Linked DNA regions of Pan troglodytes: all the other regions are linked to region 3. A link is a contact called in public HiChIP or PLAC-seq data. All regions are on one chromosome and are shown on one strand. The core of a region is the stretch at or near the end of the contact, and the rest is flanking DNA. Distances in the headings are between cores, read along the strand shown.

Evidence for each region. HiChIP or PLAC-seq counts read pairs in DNA pulled down with a chosen protein or histone mark.
Region 1: an H3K4me3 HiChIP or PLAC-seq map of stem cell-derived excitatory neurons shows a contact between it and region 3, with 4 times the contacts expected there. The contact joins the promoter of ZMAT3 here to the promoter of ZNF639 in region 3. A contact is called at or near these places in 1 of 7 Hi-C or Micro-C datasets (stem cell-derived neural progenitor cells) and 1 of 1 datasets of contacts at active chromatin or transcription factors (stem cell-derived excitatory neurons).
Region 2: a contact with region 3 is called in an H3K4me3 HiChIP or PLAC-seq map of stem cell-derived excitatory neurons, with 4 times the contacts expected there. The contact joins the promoter of PIK3CA here to the promoter of ZNF639 in region 3. A contact is called at or near these places in 3 of 7 Hi-C or Micro-C datasets (blood, induced pluripotent stem cells and stem cell-derived neural progenitor cells), 1 of 1 datasets of contacts at active chromatin or transcription factors (stem cell-derived excitatory neurons) and 1 of 1 other capture datasets (stem cell-derived neural stem cells).
Region 4: a contact with region 3 is called in an H3K4me3 HiChIP or PLAC-seq map of stem cell-derived excitatory neurons, with 10 times the contacts expected there. The contact joins the promoter of ACTL6A here to the promoter of ZNF639 in region 3. A contact is called at or near these places in 2 of 7 Hi-C or Micro-C datasets (blood and stem cell-derived neural progenitor cells) and 1 of 1 datasets of contacts at active chromatin or transcription factors (stem cell-derived excitatory neurons).

Annotation. Positions count from the first base shown.
Region 1 is chr2:182,261,662-182,264,382 of NHGRI_mPanTro3-v2.0_pri, reverse strand. ZMAT3 (zinc finger matrin-type 3) reads left to right here and starts at 1,441. Exons shown (of 6, transcript XM_009446885.4): 1 at 1,441-2,137.
Region 2 is chr2:182,328,861-182,331,560 of NHGRI_mPanTro3-v2.0_pri, reverse strand. PIK3CA (phosphatidylinositol-4,5-bisphosphate 3-kinase catalytic subunit alpha) reads right to left here and starts at 1,269. Exons shown (of 21, transcript XM_024355822.3): 1 at 1,133-1,269.
Region 3 is chr2:182,499,894-182,502,693 of NHGRI_mPanTro3-v2.0_pri, reverse strand. ZNF639 (zinc finger protein 639) reads right to left here and starts at 1,255. Exons shown (of 5, transcript XM_016942322.4): 1 at 1,117-1,255.
Region 4 is chr2:182,739,104-182,741,969 of NHGRI_mPanTro3-v2.0_pri, reverse strand. ACTL6A (actin like 6A) reads right to left here and starts at 1,446. Exons shown (of 14, transcript NM_001271671.1): 1 at 1,001-1,446. LOC134809503 (a long non-coding RNA gene) reads left to right here and starts at 1,897. Exons shown (of 2, transcript XR_010155386.1): 1 at 1,897-2,019.

The sequences.
Region 1 (2,721 bases), core at 192-2,691, 240 kb after region 3:
CACATCAAACTATCAAACATAAAACTTGAAAACTCCAAGACATTTATCCTTCCTGGACTCAAGGTATTTACAGGACAGAGGAAATATCTCTTAAGTAATTATAATGTGGGACAACAAATAGTGTGTCATCAAGGTGTGCGGAGAAAAGTGCTGTGGGAGCTCATGAAAGAAGAGGCCTGGAAGGACAGGTAGGATTTGACAATTCAAGGGGAGGGGAGAGAAAGCATTTTGTATTCAAGATGCAGACAGAGCTAAATTACAGAGGCAGGAAATGAAGGGGCATGGATGGGGGTGTGAGTGAAATGATGAGGGGAGACTGGTGGAAGGTCAGATTGGAAAGGCTCCGCAAGGCCTAGTTGTGGTCCTAGATAAGGAGTGTGGACTGTGAAGTTCTAAGACTGGCTAAAGACCATATAGAAAAGGGGCTGGAGAGTGGATTTTAGCAGCATTTATTATTTTAGAAACAATATAGCCCTTTAAAATAGTGACACATAAAGTAAATGTACCTATACAGCTGGAAAAACAATTCAGGTGATGGATTACTCTCCCCAAATGGCTGGTGTACACTGTGTGTATATGTTTGTACTTCATATTCATTGTACTTATGAAGTCTTTTATGGTTTGTTGTTGTTGGTATTGGATTGGTGCATTTTTCAGCCAAAGAAACAGCCTTGATTTCCTGCAGTTGTTTCCCTACTAATAGGGCACATCTTACTATACTTAGATCTCCTTGGCATTTTAATTCGTGTTTTAAAAAATAACCACACAATAATGCAAATGTACTTAATGCCACTGAACTGTACTTTTTTTTTTTTTTGAGACGGAGTCTCGCTCTGTCACCCAGGCTGGAGTGCAGCGGCGCGATCTCGGCTCACTGCAAGCTCCGCCTCCCGGGTTCACGCCATTCTCCTGCCTCAGCCTCCGGAGTAGCTGGGACTACAGGCGCCCGCCACCACGCCTGGCTAATATTTTTGTATTTTTAGTAGAGATTGGGTTTCACCGTGTTAGCCAGGATGGTCTCGATCTCCTGACCCCGTGATCCACCCGCCTCGGCCTCCCAAAGTGTTGGGATTACAGGCGTGAGCCACCGCGCCCGGCCTGTACTCTTAAAGTAGTATATTTGTTATCGTTTGCCACACACAAAAATAATACCCCAGCAGATCTTCATACGAGTTAATTTACGCTATAAGTTTAGAGCCGGAATTTCCTCAACTCATCACTCAGTGTTAACATTGAAGATGTCCAGGTTGGTTATGAAGGATGTGACATCCTAGCGTTGGCCACTCTTTTCCTGGTCCTTCCTGTCTTGCAGGTGAGCCTCTGGGGGTCAGGAGAAAGTCTCCTCTATCTCCTGCTCACTTTCGTGTAGGGGAGGGAAGGTGTGTGTGTGGGTGGGTGGGGGCGTTTTGTGTGAGGGAGGCCGCTACTGGGCAGGCAGCCACGCTCTTCTTCCTCCATCCTGGGGCGGAAGTGGGGAGAGCAGCAGTTTAAAGGTTCTGTTGCAGCAGTTTAAAGGATCCACTCAGCCGCCTTAACCACCAACCAGCAGGCTAAGGGAGGAACAGAATGAACAATGTTTGGATCCCAATGACTGGAGATGAAAGTTGCAAAAGCTCTGCCCAGGCTTCTACCAAGGATTAACTTTCCAGGGCATCTGCTGAACAGCTCTTCGGGGCTGTCTGCTGAGATTGGCGGCGGGACCCTCCCGCCTCTCACTCGTGCCTTTGTTCCCCACGCCGGCCTAACCCCGCGCCCCTGCGCTCGCGGCCAGGGCACCTGACCCACGCGCCGCCCGCCGGGGATGCGGGAGCCGCCACTGCTACCGCTGCCACCGCTGCCGGGCCTGCTCCGCCAGGCACATGCGCAGTGGCGACGCCGAGCCGGCGCCCTCAGTCTCCTCCTCCACCGCCTCCCGGTTCCGCAGTCACTTCCTGCAGCTGTTTCCCTGTGGGTCGGGTTGGACTGACTTTTGACAGTCAGCCTTCGGCTGCAGAGGGGGCTCGGCGGCGGCCGGCGGAGAAAGTTGCTCCGAGAAGAGGCTGGGTCGAGCTGGGCCGAGCCGGGCGCGCAGGGCGGGCGTCGCGGGCGTCCCGGGCGGACGCGGCGCGGAGACTGCCGGCGCGTCCCGGGGGTTCCGGTAAGTGCGGGTGATTGGGAGCCGCGGAGCTTTCAGGACGAGCCCCTGGAGCGCCGGGGACTAGCGGTTCCTTTCCGATGCTCTTTCCATCTGCCCTCCACGTGACAGGGCTTGCGCTGCTTCTATTTATCAGTTTGCTCGTTTCAGGCATTTCACGTGGACCAGGTGGATCATCTGTGCGTGCAGCTGCCTTGGCCCTCTCAGTTGCCCCCGCCCCGTGGGAGTCGGGGGATTCCATCCTTCGTGATGGCATCCATACCGGGTTGAGGTGCGTGTGTGGGTTCGTGTGTATGCATGCACATCTTAGGAATGTAAGGTGGATGTGGGCGACAATGAACTGTCTGTAGCTTTGATTCAAATCTGTAAACAGTTCTCTAGGATTAGGAACCGTCACAGCGGAGACTGAAAAACATTCGCCAATTCACCAAGGCCTCTTCCCCAGTTTTCTGCGTTCTTTTGAGCCTTCTTTATAGGATACACCTTGCCTCAAGTGATTATTATTATTATTATTTTTACTTTTCTCCCTCTCATTCCTTCTTGCTGCGTTCTGATGACCTCTGAGTAATGCTCGCTGCCTTTCCCTC
Region 2 (2,700 bases), core at 20-2,519, 170 kb after region 3:
AACCTGGAATTTACCTACCCAAGTATTCTAAGGGGTTCTCCCCGGCCACACAAACTATGATTCAAAACATCGTTCCGAAAACCCAGGTCCTGCATGTGCACAAAGGCGCAGTGCTGGAATGAGGAAGCTTCACCAAGATGAAATCACAACTCTAATTCATTAAAGAATATGCAGACTGTTTTCTAGAAAGCCCCTCTTGTTGCGCTCCCTTTACCCTATCCTTTATTTAACCATGTAAACAGTCTCAATTATTGACATAAAAAAAATAGCTTTCGATTCCCAAGTCTGGTAACATGGTTGGCCACCATCACTATTCCTTTAGCATCCTAAAATAACCCCCTCGAGCCGAGGTCAAAAACACGCCGGCTGAACGTCTGGTGTTTACATAGCCCAATCCCGGGCCCTACCCTACCTTTCCGAGCCACTTAGGAGCCATGGAACAGGCATCACATAATACACTTAGTAAAGAGACAAGTCACATGAGTCAGTGTCTCAGGTCTATGAATGAAAGATCTAAGCGTTTGTCTCAGCTAAAAGGAAAAAACAACCTCGAAAGGAAGGGTGGGAGGGGAGCTGGCGGGGGTGAGGGGAGCGGTGTTCCTTCCATACCCCTGCCGGGCGATTTAAACCCAGTAAGAGGCAAACGCAGGGCCGCCAGGCTGGCGGGGCCGGAGTCCTCGGGCGTGACAGCCCCTCAGGAAAAGCTCGCGGTTTCGCGCCCGCGTCCCTTGAGCCGCGGTCCTCGCGGCAGCCCCTCCACCCGCGGGCTGGGTGGGCGTGCAGGGCGCGGGAGACGGAGCCACCGCGGCCGGGGCGGCGGCCCTGGGCGCACTTCCTCAACCTCCAGCCGCCCCGTCCCCAAAACTGGGAGTAGAAGCAAAGGAAGAGCGAGGCGGCAGCCAGAGAGAAAGGAGAGGGAGCGGCGAGCCCTCGCCTCTGCAGCTGGGAGAGGCCAGAGGCAGGCGAGGGAGAGGGAGCGGCGATCGCAGGCGAACTCCGCCGCGGGCCGACGCTGGGAGACGACCAGCCCGTAGCCCCCGCCCAACACGGCGGGCGCGCCCGGGAGTCTCCGGCACCCACCCGGTCCCCATTCCCACCGCACCCGCTCCCGGCCAGTCCGCGCTCTACTCACGCTCGGGGCTCTTCCAGGCTCCGCGGCTCTAACCGCATCGGGTGCCAGCCCCGCGGGCGGCGGCGGCGGCGCCGAGGGAGAGGAGAGCGGGCGGCACGGCCCCCGCCTCCCGGCCCCTCTCCCCCGCCGCTCCGGAGCTGCCCGGCCGGGCCCGAGCCCTGCCTCGCCGGCGGCCCCAGCCCCAGTCCCAGCGGCCGCGGCAGCAGCAGCCCGACACCTCAGCGGCCGCAGCGGCGGCACCGGAACTGCCGCTTTCTACTTCTCGCTCCTTCTCCTCGCTAGCCCCCGCCACACGCCCCCGCCCCCGACTCCTTTCTCCGTCGCCCCTGTTTTTTTTCCTTTTGTTTCCAGAATAAACTTTATTGGTCTCTTTTTCCGCTCACATCGTGTAAACAAACAACGAACTCTTCCCCACCCCCTCGCCCCCCCCCCTCCTCCGGCAGAGGAGGGTAAGAGCTGAGGAGGGGCAGAGCCTACAATCCCCCGGAAGCAGATGCGCAAAGAAGCGGAAGTGAAATTGAGGCGAGGAGGAGCAGGGAGTGGGCAAATAGGGTAACAATATGTGCTACTGCGCCTGCGTCTTGCTTTTCCGCCCGAAGTTTATGTACAGTTGGGGCTGCTCTTCTGACGTTTGTTTAATGATCCGTCTTCTGCAGTAGTGAGGGTGTTGTGTCATCCTAGGACAGCGTACATGTAGTATATTTGTTTCTACGAGCAGCAGGCGAGCTGGGGTAGAGATATAGAAAGGAATATTGGGAGCAAGTGGGTTATTTCACTTTTACACCCATAGAGGAAACGAGATTAGTTCGGGGGTGAGAGGAGGTGCGGTGGCTAACCGCCGCTGTCAGTGGCTAACCAGCGTGGTTATGGATTCTATAATAGAAAGAATGCTTTTTACAAAGCGTTGCTGTGCGTTCTTCTGCCGACACGGTTTAAGTTGTATACCATCCCGAAGGCGGAATGCACTGTCACAGCCCTCTGCAGTCCTTTGACTCACTTCGTGGAGACCTTTTGCTATGCCCTCATTTTTTTTTAAATCGAATTCTGATTCGAAGCAGCTTGTAGGATTCAATTCTAACTATTCAGAAGACGTGGGGGATTTTTCGCGTAATGCCAACAGAGACTTCAGAAATGTCATATAGTCTATAGATTTGATTCAAGGTAGTGTCTTGGTGCTGCGTACCTTAGAAGTCTGTTTGCTTGAGAGTAAATCAATCTGTTGACTTTTGAGATTACTACTGATAAAGGTTCGGTACTGTGCGTTTTTCTCCCCCTACTGGTCTTTTGTTGTAATATTGGAAAAGCGTAGGAGCAGTGATTAGAAGTCTGAGATACAAGTACTCCAGCATCGGTTCCTCCTTGAATTTTTAAGTAATAGAGGGCTTGGGAAGTGACCCATCCTAGAGATGTTACAGTCCTACTTGTCCTCTAGAGCAAAACTCTGACCAATAACAACAGTCTTCTCGAACACCGCACGTCCGTCCATACCCCAATGGTAAATGAGATGGATCTGTTCCTCTTTGTGGTCGTAGTTTCACTTGACTGTATTTTTTTCTTTTCTGTGTTTT
Region 3 (2,800 bases), core at 6-2,505:
TACAAACGACATATGTAAAACGTGTCACTGCAGAAAAATCAGAAAAATGTTAAAAAAATTTTTCTATCACCTAGAAACCAACATCTTTCCACCTGTCATTTTTTTCAACCAACAAGAAAGTCTATGCACAAAATACAATACATACAACAGGCAGTCAGCAATCATCAAATAGATAAACGTTTCAAAAGGCCTTTCATGCAATGTATATTCTTCCTAATTGCTATAAGACGTCTTTACAGTAAATAACTCCATTTTTAACGAGTTTAAAAAGAGTTAAGCTTTCTTTTTCGTTCTCATTAAAATAAGCATATGCTTTAAATTGTAAAAGAATTGAAACAAAACATGTTGCAGGAGAGCCTGAACTAGAATCCACTACATGTCCAACCTGGAGGCAGTCTTTACTGCAATATCACACGGTCACTAAATACTTGATTCGCTATTTTTCAGTCCGGCATAAATCTTTCTCTTCGAAAAAAAAAAAAAAAAAGGTATAAACTGCTTCAAATGATTCGTTTCCCTAGACAGTACTTAAAGACAAAACCAAAAAAAAAGGGTTTCTAAGCACCGTCACGAGTGAGGCGACTCTCAGGCTGGAGGCTTTGGGCGCCAGCATCGACGCCTGCTCTCCGCGGCTACAACTCGTTGCGCGAGCCCGGGGATTCGCCGCCGGAGGTCACGAAGCCGCCGGGCAGGGCCGCAGCGCCAGCGAGGACCCAGGATCGTCCCGAGCCCGGACGCAGCCAGACAAATGCCCGTCGGAGGCGCAGGGCAGAAGTCCCCGGGACTTAGCCGCCTCCACCCCGGCGCCACGCACCAGCCTCGCCCGGGCCCAGAAGCCGGCGCCAAGGAGACTTCCAAGCCCCGACACCAAAGGTTCCGTAAAGACAACGGCAGCAGGGGGCCGAGGGGAGCCCGGCCAAGGCGTCCTGCGCAGGGGGTGGAACTGCTTTCGGGATGGGGGAGGGGAACGCCATCCCGCCATATAACGAAGGCAGAGTTTCCGTATAAAGGGAGCTCCGGTCTCTCCCGCCCTCTCCCGTTAGAAGATGCGCCCGCACGCCCGCGTCCCCTGGAGCAGTCCAGCGCCCGACCCACCCGCTCCTCCCTCACACTCACCAGTCAGTCCCCCGAGGCCCTCCCGGCCGGCCCACGCAGAGGCGGCGGCGGCCGAGAGCGCAGGCGGAGGGGCCGCGCGGTCCTTCCCGCGGACGCACGGCGGCGGGCAGCGCTGCTCCGGCCCTAGCGCTCCCGGACGCTGTGCTGGGCCGACCCCTCTCCCTCCCCGCGCGCCCCACGCCCTGAGCGCCAGGCCCCTGGCCTAGGCTCCGCGGCCGCACTGCCCTGGCCGCCTCGCTCCGCGCCTGCGCCGCGCACCTCAGGGGCCCGCCGAGAGGGCGGGGAGGTGACGAGGTGAGGTGGGGGCAGGGAGCGGGCTGCGCGAACGCACCGCACACGCGGCCTGGGAGGGACCACCGGCCCGCAGCCCCGGGGGAGGCCCAGCGGCCCGCGCCCCCTGCCGGAGGCCTTGCGCCGCCGCAGTCTCCTTCTGGGCGGGGAAGAGCCCCTCCCGAGCCCCGAGGGCGATCCCACCCTCTAGGATTACTCCACGCCAGGCGGCCAGCGAATTTATCCCGCCCGCCTCTACCGCCCCTTCAAGCCCTGGGGAACCGGGAGAAACGTGGCGCGCAGCGGCACCTTTCCCACGCTGCTCCTCAAAGGAAAGGACGCGAGTGGTCTTGCCCAGGTTAGGCAAGGCAGATGGCATCTCAGACCCCGAAGTGTGCCAGCCGCCTGTTGGGGACAGAGAGGCCGAGGACCTCGTCACGGTTTTACTGAGGCCACACCAGAGAACCACCCAGGGCTAGGATGCTGCCCTCAGGGCAAGAGGGTGAAACCTGAAGACTGCGAGTCGTTGTTGAGTTTCACCCGATTCCTTGGCTCGAGAAATAGTGGAATGAATGAGGAGTTAAGGGGGACTGGACTCGACGATTTAAGTCCTTTCTCGACTTTGACTTTCTTTGAGCAGCTGTAGAAATGATTAAATTACACGAGCATAAATAAATTTGTGAACATGGTTCCATAAATGATCTCTGTGCAAGTGTGGTGATATGTTTAATTCAGTCCTTTTGACAATGAGTTGAGGTTTTTAGTCACATTTTACAAAATGGAAAAGTAAATGTGTGAGAAGCTAAAGACTGGGTCTTAATTCATTTTGGTAGCCTAAACCCCTGAGGTTCAAACGGTTAAGAGGATGACTGAGAGCCATGTGGATTATCAGGTACCCAAGGTCACTCGGATAGTTAGGGCTGCAATGATGTCTCTTTGTTCACGTCCACTGCTTTTTCTGACAACCACATGCCAATCAACCAATCAATCGCTGGAAAGTAATAATCACAGACTTTACTCTGATCCCTTCACCATCCCCCAGGAGATAAAGCTATATTTGAAAGAGACACTACTTGTTTGTGAGGCTCAGTTTTTATGACCTCCTAAGTTTTATGTGCGTACTCAGCTCAAATAAATGCTCACGAATGCTAGTATGGCCCGAATTAAAGTTCGAAGAAATGTAGAGACATTTTAAAATCCTAGAATAGTTAGTATCTAGCACAGAACCGGGAATAGGTGGAAACCACAAGGGGGTGTCATGCCACCATCTTACCATTTTGCCTTACCACATAGCCTTGTGTCCAACAAAATCTTTATATTTCAAAATGAAGTTTTACTCCAAAACATTTTGTAGTGAAAGTAAACGCACACTCTCCTCAGCATCCCACGTATTGTTTGCACTTAGAGGAGCTTG
Region 4 (2,866 bases), core at 197-2,696, 240 kb before region 3:
AAGACTCTAAATTCTCAGAATTTTACATCTGTTCCTTTTCCAGGATGGGAGATACATCTAATTCCTGTACCCTGCTTCATTAAAAATCAAGCCCCATGAACCCAAAGTAGGAGAGTGGCCATGGGAGGCAGGAGGCTTAATAGAACCACAGAGTTCTGGATGTTTAAAACCTAGGATGCAATTTCTAGTCTATAAAAATCCTCAAGAATCGAACCTCTACTCTACTAAAAAGGCTTTTTTTTTTTTTGAGGACTTTAATGTTTTTCTCCTTCCAAGTTTAGGGGTGATGTGATTTTCTTGGGGGACATGAAGGAAAAATCTTATTTTTGTTGTTTCCTACCTGTAAAATGACATCCTTTATAGAAACAGCATCACTATTAGACATAGTAACAATAGCAATAGTCTGGATTTGTGTTCTGGGTCTCTAACTCATCAAACACAACCCAACACATGAATTATATGTATCAGTGTTTCAATTAACCTGCAGATCTTGCAAAAATGGAGGCTCTAAATCAGTAGATTTTGAATGACGCGTGAGATCCTGCATTTCTAACAGGCTTGCAGGTGATGCTGACACTGCTGGTCCATGGGCCAGACTTTAAGTGGCAAATGCAGCATTATTTCATTTAACCTTCATGCCCACCCCCATCGGCTAGGAATTATTCCATAAATGAGGCCTGAAGTTGGAAAGTTACATAAACTGCCCAAGACCAAAGCGCTTAATAAAGAGTGAGGTGGATATTTCAACCCAGGTCTGTAACCCCCGGCACCTGGTAATGTTTCTACCACACCACAGTCTAATCAAAGAAAGTGAAAAAATAACACGCCTAGGACCCCCAGCAAACTTTCTGGGCATCCTTAAATTACACGTGCTCCTGAATTGATCTCAAACAGACCCGCCCACGAGTCACTCTGGAGACTCCGCAGCCAACAAACCGGCAGGAGTTACTGAAAGGTGAGGCAGCTCGCGCATGGGGCGCAGACGGGGAGGAGGCAGTACCCTAAGTGGCCGCCGCTTCCCTAGTCAGTTCTACGGCTTGAGGCTCGCTTTGCCACCTATGGGACACTCTGGGAACCCTCCGTCCACGCTTGCAAACCGCCGGGACCTTCCAAGTTTAGGCGCGCGCACACGCGTCCCGACACAGCTGAGTCCAGGAGGCACTCGGGGAGATGCGACCCTGGGGCGGTCACCCAAGCCGGGGCCCGGCGGCCGGCTAGACTGAGCCTCCCGCCCAGCCCCGAGGCTCCCTAGAGAACCGAGCGCGCACCCCAAAACCCTGCTCCTCCGGGGACAGAGGCAGGAAGAGGCCACAGAGAGCCGCCACTTCAGGGCGCCCGAGGAGCACGGCGAGCCGGGTGGGCTCCGGGGGCGGGCAGAGCGTGGGGCGGGGACGGGGCGGGGAGGCCGGGGTCCCGAGAGGGGGAGACCGGAAGGGAACGCCGGGGAGGGGAGGGCTGGGAGCGGCGGTTACAAACCCCACACGCCGAAAAGGCGCGCTCTCTCGTCCGGCCGCACTCACTCACCTCCCCCGTACACGCCGCCGCTCATGGCTGCTGCCGGCGCGACTCCTACCCTAAGGGCTAACTGGCGAATGACTGCAGTGGCCGCGACTGCAAGTCTCGAGGAGCGATAGCCCCTGACTCCCTTAACTTCCACCGCCACCCCCCTCAGGCAACAAAGCGGCGTCCACACACCCCGGAGCTCAGCCACACTTGCTGGCTCCTCTCATCAGCCAATCACTAGGGTCCAGGCCTAAGTCTAGCCAATCAGAATGCGGCTGCGCCGCATCCCCGCCGCGGCCCAGCAGGTTTAGCCAATCGAAGGCAGCCATGGGGGCGGGAAAGAGGAAAGCGACAGCAGGACAGAAGGAGTTGGGTTGCGGAGCTGGAGGGGGCGGAGCTTCCCGGGTGGGCGAGGGAATGGGCGGAGGCAGTGGGAGAAGAAGGAGGAAGGCTGGAAGAAGCATGGGGGCGGGACTAGGAGGTGCGTCTGGGCGCTGAGGAGCGGCGGGAACCCAGGTAGGGGAAGGTAGACCCTTGGAAATTGAACGGGTGTCTCCACGCCGAGATTCCTGTCCAGTGACTGTGGGGAATGCGGATTTCTTTCTTTTTTTCTTCAGAAAAAGTATTTTAAACTAACTTTTATGTTGAAAAAATAAAAATTTTGCGCTCCACTTTGGGATAGGGGAATCAGTAAATCAGACAAATTGATAGGATCTTGCAATTTTTAAAATGGTTATTAGTAAGTAAAAGAAGAATGAAATTATGCGTTATCCCAGCTAAACCTAGGTAGCGCTTTAAAAACTATTAAAAAACTTACTCATTTCTTTAAAAAAAAAAAAATTTCAGGCCGGGCGTGGTGGCTCATGCGTGTAATCCGAGCACTTTGGTAGGCCGAGGCGGGCAGATCACGAGGTCAGGAGTTCGAGACCAGCCTGGCCAACACAGTGAAACCCTGTGTCTACTAAAAATGAGAAAAGTAGCCGGGCCTGTAGTCCCAGCTATGCAGGAGGCTGAGGCAGGAGAATCGCTTGAACCCGGGAGGCAGAGGTTGCAGTGAGCCGAGATTGCGCCACTGCACTCCAGCCTGGGCGACAGAGCAAGACTCTGTCTCAAAAAAAAAAAAAAAAATCAATTTCTTTTATCCTGTGAGAGGTATTTAAAACAGCTAATCAATCTTCATTCAAGCAAGCACCCAATCCTAAATAGGCATCCCAAAAACAGCCTGTCTTAGTCCCCTATTTCTACCAGCCTAGTCCAGATCACCTTCCTTTATCCCCAGATTACTGCAACAACTTGTTGCTCTGTCCCTTTGCCACTCTTGATCAAGGGAGCTTCATCTGTGAAAACGCCCAAACCCGATCAG